Regions from separate parts of the Mus musculus genome. Here region 2 is linked to region 1. Evidence: chromatin contacts called from public promoter capture Hi-C data. All regions are on one chromosome and are shown on one strand. Each heading gives the region's core, a stretch centred on a gene start, on an enhancer-like site or on the middle of the called end of the contact. The rest is flanking DNA. Distances are from core to core; before and after follow the strand shown.

Evidence for each region. Promoter capture Hi-C pulls out the DNA fragments that hold promoters and counts their contacts.
Region 2: a promoter capture Hi-C map of stem cell-derived epiblast-like cells shows a contact between it and region 1, with 2.7 times the contacts expected there. The contact joins the promoter of Slc9a2 here to the promoter of D930019O06Rik in region 1. A contact is called at or near these places in 7 of 39 promoter capture datasets (the 3T3-L1 cell line, 3T3-L1-derived adipocytes, frontonasal cranial neural crest and 3 more) and 1 of 9 other capture datasets (embryonic stem cells).

The regions. Positions count from the first base shown.
Region 1 is chr1:39,649,088-39,653,605 of GRCm38.p6, reverse strand. It overlaps D930019O06Rik (a long non-coding RNA gene), which reads right to left and starts at 2,138. Exons shown (of 2, transcript XR_001778897.2): 1 at 1,337-2,138. It overlaps Creg2 (cellular repressor of E1A-stimulated genes 2), which reads left to right and starts at 2,424. Exons shown (of 4, transcript NM_170597.4): 1 at 2,424-3,100. The coding sequence starts at 2,666.
Region 2 is chr1:40,679,627-40,684,144 of GRCm38.p6, reverse strand. It overlaps Slc9a2 (solute carrier family 9 (sodium/hydrogen exchanger), member 2), which reads right to left and starts at 2,433. Exons shown (of 12, transcript NM_001033289.2): 1 at 1,980-2,433. The coding sequence starts at 2,271.

The DNA.
Region 1 (4,518 bases), core at 889-3,388:
GCAGGACACCAATGTTCTACAGATGCATGCGCAGCAAGGTGCATAGTATTGAGCTGACCTCTTACCCATGGTGAAGAGGAGAGCTTTGATGCTGTGCCTCTCACCGTGGTGGGGTGAGGAGCCAACATCCTTAAACAGAAAACAACCTGTTCCAGTGATGTGGCCTTAATTGTCAATCTGACTGGATGCAGAATCATCTAGAAGATGGCGAGGCACAGCTCTGCGTGTGTCTGAGGGAATAAATGGGGGAAAGGGTAACACTAGAATTCCCCTCTCTCTGCTTCCTGATGTGCCACGACATGAACCTCTCTGTGCCTTGTGCCCTTCCTGCCATGATGGGCCAAATCCTACTAATTCTGGAGCCAAAATAAACCTTTCCTCCTTTCATTGCTGTGTTGGGTAATTTGGTCATAGTGAAGAAAAGGCAGCTAATACAACTGGTGATCAAGTTAAAGCAAATAAGTCAATGAGTACCTATCATTGCCCTTCTCCCAGACATGGGTAAGAGCCAATAACGTCTCTTAATCTGACAATAATCTAAATAGATAAGAATGAAGAAAATAGGAGCTCTTACACTCTGATAGTATAATTGGCGTTTAAGCCAGTTTGACATCCCATAACAACTTTTTACACAGAATTAACTAGCAAAGTTAAATACACTCAAGTCCACGTCTTGACCTCTAACAGGTCCACGGGAGTGACGTGTGAATCTGTACAAATATACCCTCTCTAGCTTTTACAATACAACATCTCGATACCCATAGAAATAAAAGAGATCTGTGGGACTCCTCTGAGGTTCTACAGCTGAACTCATTCCAGCAGAGGAGGCACATGCCTCTGCCATAGCTGGCCAACTCAGGCATGAGGAAAGAGAAGGTGGATTGATCCTGCCGTGAGAGCCACAGAGGAACTGAGATTACCATCTGCAGGTCCTCTCCCCACACTGACATATCAGTTCAATCCCTTTTCCTTTCCTGAGGTTGAAACATTCATCGTCTTTTTCCTCTGAGGATAAGCTCTCCCCTGAAACTAGAGATGTCAGGCTTGACACCCAAACCCCGGTGGGGGAGATGTAACCGTCCCCATTTTGTAGAGGCAACAGTGACATGCCACTATCCCACAATCAGAACATGATAGGACAAGATCTGGATTATTTTTAATTTGTATTTCAGGGAGGAGGAGTTGTTGGTTTTTATGGTGGATCTTGAGGTGGTGTCTCATGTAGTCTAGGCTGGTCTCAAATTTGCTTACCTAGCTAAGTCTGACCTTGAACTCCTGAATCTCCTGCCTCCACCTGTCGAGTGCTAGGATAGATAACAGGTGTGTGCCATCATACCTGGCTGCAGTGTGTAGTATTTCCATGACTCCCCATTGTGCCTCTCAAGACCATGGAACACATCTTTCCCCTAAACAGGGGATAAGAGGGTCTGTGAAGCTGGGGAGAGAGCAGCAGCCGATAACAGCAGAAGCCATGAGAGTAAACAAGATGTCTTGGGGAGAAACTGAAGACACCATCAATGTTTCAAAGCAGACGGAGAGCAGAGAAGGGGTTGTGGGGTGGGGGGTGGGGAGGGGAGAGAGAGAGAAAGAGCAGCCAGGGGCATCCAGGGAGAGACAAGAAGTTCCCATGCAAAGAGAAAGAGACCAGCTGTGTTCACAGCTGACATCCAGGCATCCAGGAAGAGTCACAGGAGTTTCACAGCAGGGCACAGTGAAGACATGTAGGAAAAACTCAAATCCCATTTCAAGATACTTTCTTATAGAACCAGTTAGTGCAGGACTCTTGCATTTTAGGAATATAAGCGATAGAAAATATTCCATGGTGGGACAAAGACTGGATATCATAAGAACAGGTAAGAAATTATAATTACTTTGAAGTTATTTTGATATCTATTAAACTTCTTACTGGAACAAGATGGTTTTTAAAATACGCTATTAAGCCGGGCAGAGGTGGCACACGCCTTTAATCCCAGCATTTGGGAGGCAGAGGCAGGCAGATTTCTGAGTTCGAGGCTAGCCTGGTCTACAGAGTGAGTTCCAGGACAGCCAGGGATATACAGAGAAACCCCGTCTCGAAAAAAAACAAAAACAAAAACAAAAAAACAAAAAAAAAAAACAAAAAACAAAAAACAAAACAAAACACCCAACAACAATAAAGTTCTATTAGTCTGTGTCGCTAACCGCAGGACACTGCTGACTGGGTGAGTGATGGAAGATGTGGGTGTATTGTGGTTCCCGGTTCTGCGGAGGTGATGGGGTGCAATAACTGAGCCTGGTGATGCCCTTCTTGTTGGCTCAGAGAAGTTAATCAGCTTGGTAGAGTCGCACAGCTGACGAGCGGAGGAGTGCATTGAGCCTGAGCTGTGAACGCCCACCCTCTGGCTGCAAAACGCTTGCCATCCTGCGGAAAACCAAGACACGCGTGGACTCTGCGCCCAGCAGCGGCGGTGGACGCAGGGGACTCTGGTCGTGCAGCAGACTTCGCTTCTTACGGGAGTGTAAGGCAATAGGGAACCCCGGCCCCCGGACTGATTGGAGACCCTCAACCCGGGAATCCTATCACGAGGAGAAGGGTTCCGACGCACGCTCCGCCGCAGGGGGGCGCCCCTGGCTGGCCGCTGCTTGGTCAGTGGTCCCCGCCACAGGGCGCGTCGCCTCCAAGAAGATGTCGCTGTCCGGCAGGGAGCGTCCTGCTTGGCCAGGGAGTCGCCTGTCCTGGTTGCTATGCTGCAGCGCCCTGTTGTCCCCAGCCGCCGGCTACGTGATCGTGAGCTCCGTGTCCTGGGCTGTCACCAACGAGGTAGATGAGGAGCTGGACAGTGCATCCACTGAGGAGGCGCTGCCCGCGCTGCTGGAGGACTCGAGTAGCATCTGGCAGCAGAGCTTTCCGGCCTCGGCGCACAAGGAGGACACGCACCTGCGACCTCGGGGCTCCGCCCGCGCCAGGCCCGCACCGGCCGCGCGTGGCATGTTCTCCTACCGGCGGGAGAGCGGCTCATCTGAGGCATCCCCTGGCCCCAGGGTGCATGCCGGCACCGCCCGCTCCCTAGCCCACGCTAGCTCCTGGGGCTGTCTGGCCACTGTGTCCACCCACGAAAAGGTAAGCCAGAGGTCGGGACGCGGGGGCGGTGCGCGTCTCCCTTCCAGGACGCAGGGCGACTCCGGTTTCACAGGTTCATAGGCTGTGAATGCCCTGTGAATAACGGAACCAGCGTGTGCATGGGTCGGTCCATCTGGCCAAGTGCATGTGAGTGGGGAGGAAGGAGAAGCTGGGAAACAGTCTCGTGGTTAGTGATTGAATCCCTGTGTACTAAAATGGCCAAAGAGATGATCAGATAAACAGTGACAAGCTGGAAACCTGGAACGTAGGCAGGATCGCTTTTGGAATCACAGATGAGGCGCATCCAGCTCCCAGCTCCCTGCAGGCTCCGACAGTCCTGCAGACAGACTCTGGCACCGCCTCCCACACCAAGTGGGTGTGGAAGAGGAACGCCATCCACACTCCGGTAGACATTTACACTTTAAAAAAAAATGGAACTCAGGTTTTTTAGAAAGAGGGCTTAAGCAAAAGGTAACAGCTGGAGGAGCTGTTTCAGCTGCAGTTCGTCTCTTTCGATCCACAAAACTGTATTCACATTTTATCCTGCTTCCTTCCACCCAGAATGGCATGGAGAGGGGCCGAGGCTCTGTATTCCCTAAGAATAGCCTCCAGAAAGCTTCTAGTCCTGTCTGGTAAACAGAGCTGTGGGCCCAGCCCCTGTTGAATCTGTGCAGGGAAGGGCTTTGTTATGTATCCCGCGGTGTGGGAGTCTGGTTCTTGCCACAGCTCTGGGTCTCACTAACCCCAGCTTGGCCAAAACATCTACAAAACTAAGAAATTCGGTGGGCAGAGCTTGAAAGTTCTTTCTTCTTCTTCTTCAAAAATTATCTAATGACAACTTTATCCTAATAATGGCAATGATCTTGTTCTCTTTCTACATCTGAGTCTAAGCCAGTTCTGTATTCCCAGGGTTCAAAGACTTTTTACACGTTTAACATATACCTTAGAGAATACAGACTTTAAGTATGAAGCTAATCTCTAGGTTTACAACAAATCAGTTCAGACAATTAGAAATCTACTGCCTGACGCTAGGGAAGAGGCTCGGCTGTAGAATGATTGAGAGTCTGTGTTATTCAACCTCCAGAACCCGAGTTCTTTTGTTTGCTTGTTTGTTTTCTTTTATAAAGCGCCAAGCAGGGTGGTGTTAATTTATGGTCACAGTGCTGAGTCTGCTGAAACAGGTGGATCTTTAGGGTTTGCTGGCAAGCTAACCTAGCCTACTTCGGGAGTCCCAGGCCAGTGACAGACTCTTTCTTTAAAAAAAAAAAAAACCAAACAACAGTCCTGGACCATGAGGAAAGACATGGGGAGGCCAGGAGGTGGACCTCTGACCGCCATGAATACACACTATGCAGAAGTACCACACACTTAGGCACACACAAAACGAAGAAGCCGGGTGCCAGTCAGCCTGGGTGGCC
Region 2 (4,518 bases), core at 1,184-3,683, 1.0 Mb before region 1:
GACTCCCAAAGGCAGCCCAAGAGAACAAGAGCTCAGGAATAAACAGAAGGCAAGAAGCACAGAGACAGCAAAAAAAAAAAAAAAAAAAAAAAAAAAAGGGCCACCTAGCACTGTGGCTCTCTGGAGCACCGTGGCCATTGTCACCAGCAGCACGCCTGCCTTGACAACCAGGATTAATGGACAAACCCACTCTCCTCTAATCCTTATTCCAGAATACTCTTTCAGAGAGGACCAAAGATGAGGCATCAGGCCTTCCTCGGCCTAGAACTGGGTCTCTCCACCCACCAGCAAAGCTACCTCATGTCTCAGCTTCCTCCTCCCCAAAACAGGGCCATCATATCTACCCAGGATGAAGGCTGTGAAAATGAGGGATAATGAACTTAAGTGCCCACTAGCGGCTGTTATTAGTGTAATTAATCTGATTAAAATAATCAGGGGTAAAGAACAGAAGAGGGTGTCAGAGCAGAAAAGCAGTAATGGGAAAGGTCACAAATGCAGCCCTCCTGGGCTCCGACTCAGGCACAGGCAGGGAACCAGAGGCAAGCTACCTGTGTGCATTTGGTGGGTCCGACTTTGTGGGTCATAGTATGGACTTTCCAGTTTTGGTTTCCACCTCTCTGAGGTGAGAGTATTCACAGCTGCACATCCCTACAGGGCAGGGATGCTGTGGGGGATGATGTAAAGAGAGAGCATCTCGGGCTATTATTAGAGACCATGAGCTTATGTGGCTGTTTGCTTGATAGGGAAGTCCATGTCTCTTATACCATTGCTCAGATGGAATTAAAGCACGCGCAGCTAGTTGGTCATGCCAGAGCCAGCAATTCCAGACTGCAGAGTCATTATGTAGTGTAGGACACCTTTGCTTACCACCATCACAGGCTAATAGATTTAATCTAACCTCGGAAGTCAATGCCAGGCTTAGCTTGCAAGTTCTACACTCTTACAAACCATCCCTGCCACCTGCTTAGACCCACCCCTTTCCAGTCACACTTTTTGTTTCTCTCTAGAATGCTGTTTCCGGTGAACAGCTCACACTGACCAGACTTTAGTCATCCTTGAAAACAGTCTGTATAAGTCAGGCCAGGATGTGACCCCTGCATCTATCCCCAGCCATATTGTGTTTGCCGAGGAGTATTTCCTGTGTTGTAACCATCGATGCCTCACCCTGATCATCAGAAAGGTTCCCTAAGAAAGGCTGAGATGTATGGAAAGCTGCATCCCACAAGGTGAATGCAAAAGCATAGAAAACACCGCGTTCTTCTGACCTCATACATTTTGAACAGTACAGCGATAGCGAATGTGCTTTAATACTGCATACAGAGTAAAATGGTGAGCGGGCGTTATGATGGAGTGATCAGGTTAACAGATGAGAAAACGGGCTGAGCTTGGGGATGGGTTAATTATTTGTTAATAGCTGGTCTCCCTGGCTCCAGTTACCTCTAAAGAAGAAAAGGCTTTCTAGAGAGGAAGGAGCCCAGAGAGCCCAGAGAGAAAGAACAGGGCACTGGTGTTGTAGTGGCAAGCATTTAGGTGTCCACAGTCCCAATTTAAGCACCTCATCAGACAGGGACATGAGGAGGGTCTGTGTTCTGCCAACGCACCCTCTCCCATCCAAGATCTTGCCCACTTCCACTCTCCTCTCTACTTGTAGATGATATACAATCTAGCTAAGCCCTGCCTCAGTTAGCAAGCAAGTCTCCCTCAACTTTGGCACAGACCTGTCAAACTTGACGCTCAAAGCAGAAGTTCACAGTGGGTCTCTATGCTATGGGCCAGTCTTTCCCGGCTTTCCAAGGCCAGCGTCGGATTAAGAACAGGAGATCTTTCAACCACAGGAGCTAATCTGTCCGTCCAAGGCTGCCTTGGTGCAGGAGGAGCTGGCCACTATCTGAGACCAACTACTTGCCTACTTGGCGAGTCACCCACCAGGATCCCCAGTCTGATCGTCCCCGCCCCCACCCACGGGTACAGTTCCTTACCAATCTTGGCCAAGGAGGCCAGTAGGATCCACAAAGTGATCTCGAAAGGGATTTGCACGTGGGGGTAATCCAGGGTGAACACGGGCAACCGACTTTCCTCGAACGGCGTCGTTCCCGGGGCCACCACACTGGCAGGACTTGGCGGGTTGGAGCTGGCACCCCTGGCCCTGGGTGCGTCCAGCAGGGTCTCGGCCAGCGCGCCCGCCGGCACTGCCACCTGCAGAGACAGCAGCAGCAGCAGCAGCCAAGACAGTGGCGCCCGCACGCTGTGCGCGGTGCCCCGGGGGCCCATGGGGTCGGCAGCTATGAGCGCAGCAGAGGACGCTGGTGTAGGATCTGGGTTCCCTCAGAGCATCGCGGGAGGGACAGCACTACTAACTCAACGGGACTGCGAGAGTACCACACCACCGCCTCCACGGGGTCGGGGCCCTGTCGCCAACCAGTTCGGTGGGTGTGAACCTCGCAGGGCCCGGAGGGGAGCGCGCAGCGACAGGAGGCCACTGCGCGGTCCCTCGGCCGCGCTCAGCCTTGCTCAGCCGCCCTCCGCCGCCGGCCGCCCTCCCATGCCTGGCAGCTACAGGCCCTGCCCGGGGCGGCCCGAGGGCGGGCGGGGACGGGGACGGGGGCGGGGCGGGGCGGGCGCGGCGCCCCGGTGGCGGGGCGGGAGGACGCGGAGACCCGGTGCGACGCGCACCTGCCGCAACCCACAGTCGACGCGGGGGCGAAGGTCGCGCCGCTCTCTAGCCCGCCCGCGGACCAAGAGCCGCTGTTCTTGGGAGCCCGGGAGCTGTGGGTGCACTAGGTGCTCGGTGCGCACGGTGGCCTGAGCTGTCCCCGCCCCGGAGGCAGCGTCGGCCGTCCATCAGGGCTGGGACCGACGCGACCCACGCGTCGCGCCCTGCCCCCTCCCCCCGCAGGCTCCTGCAAGGAGACACCCCGGGGCGCTGGCACGCGAGGAGGCGCCGCGGGCTCAGGCAGGGAGGCGACGCCGGGCGCGGAGGAACTGGGGAGCCTTCGCCACTGCTGGGTCTGCAGAGACCGACTCACCGAGGGGAGCCTCTCGGGGCCTCGGAAAGATGAGAAGGAAGAGCAAAGCACCTTGAACACAGCCTGTTCTCTGCGCACCGAAACTCCCGGTTGAGAACTCAGCGCTCCCACGCTCTCCCAGAACCCTTGTCTTTCCGCTTTTCCACTCCTTGTAACAGTGTGCACTCCACTTTTCTTCCCTCCCCCAGCTTTGGGGACGAAAAAGTCTCTGTTTTTAGGCTTCGAGGTGAATCTGTCTGAGGGCATCAGAAACATAACTATTTCGTGGAAAACCAGTGATTTGCCTAGCTTAGACGGACTTGTTCGGCTAATTACAGGATGGACTGCGGTTTGGAAAAGCGGGATTCTCCCAGCGCCAACTGGCCCTTCTCCCGAGCCCGACCTTCCGCAGGGGCATTGCCAGGTGCCCTGCCTGCGATCCCACTGTCCCGGTGTCCTCACGGTGAGAAACTGAAAGGAACCGAAACCAAACCATCTGCCTCCCAGTTAACCCACACGGTTTCCCCTAAACGTATAAAATAAAAATTCTTATCTTTCCCACAGGGTTCCGGCTCTTGTTTATACACCCCTCAGTCTGACACAGAAAGGTCTAACAGAATCTGTGAGATGTCAGTCGTCGGAGGCCATCTGAATAGAGGCAAGCAAGGAACCTTTGAGTCTGGGAAAGGCAGGGACCATTCTAGCCCGAAGTAGAATGGGTCTCAGGGTTGATACAGAATCGGCACAGAATGTATCAGTTTTCCAGCTTTGAAGTGGAACTGCCTGTGAAGATTCTGTTTCCTTGTAAAGATTTACTGAAACAGGCAGAGCCTAACCCTTTTCCTCCCTGCTGGGCATTTGCATATCAACGACTGATTCTCCCATCTCTTTTCTAAGAAAGGACTTGTTAACTAAGTGTTTTCTTTCTCGAATTGCCTTTCTCTCCAGAAGAGGCGCTGGGAAAGCACTTTCACTTGAATTTTTGGTTATCACAAATACCGAAGTTGGGAGGGAAAAACTGTATCTGTTTTACAGGTGAAGCACTGCACACACACGAACACCCTTCTAGATTAAAGTTCTAGAAGGTATCCACACCCAGGCCTGACCTTGCTAAAGCTGGTTCCACCCCACACTACCAATTTTAGATTATTTATCAAATAGAACAATGAAGAATATTTTAGGGGTCGTTTAAGAGCATAACTCTTAATAGGATGAAGTTCTGCGGAGAGTAAGCAGCACACAGTCAGACAGTTATTCTTAGATGTTGTGACATCACAGGAGGGCAAGCACGCAGTCAGACAGTTATTCCTAGGCGTGAGAATGTTGAGAACGACTGTGCATCGTAGGATAAATGACATTCCACCTCACTGTCTAGAGTATCTACACAGGTCACAGATGCTGGAGTCACTGTCCTTTGTAAATCTCTGCTACTGCAAAGACTAATCGGTTTTTGTAAAACTTGGGAAAATCTTTTTATTCAGTCTTGTGGGTGATAAAGAGGAGATAAAGAGCA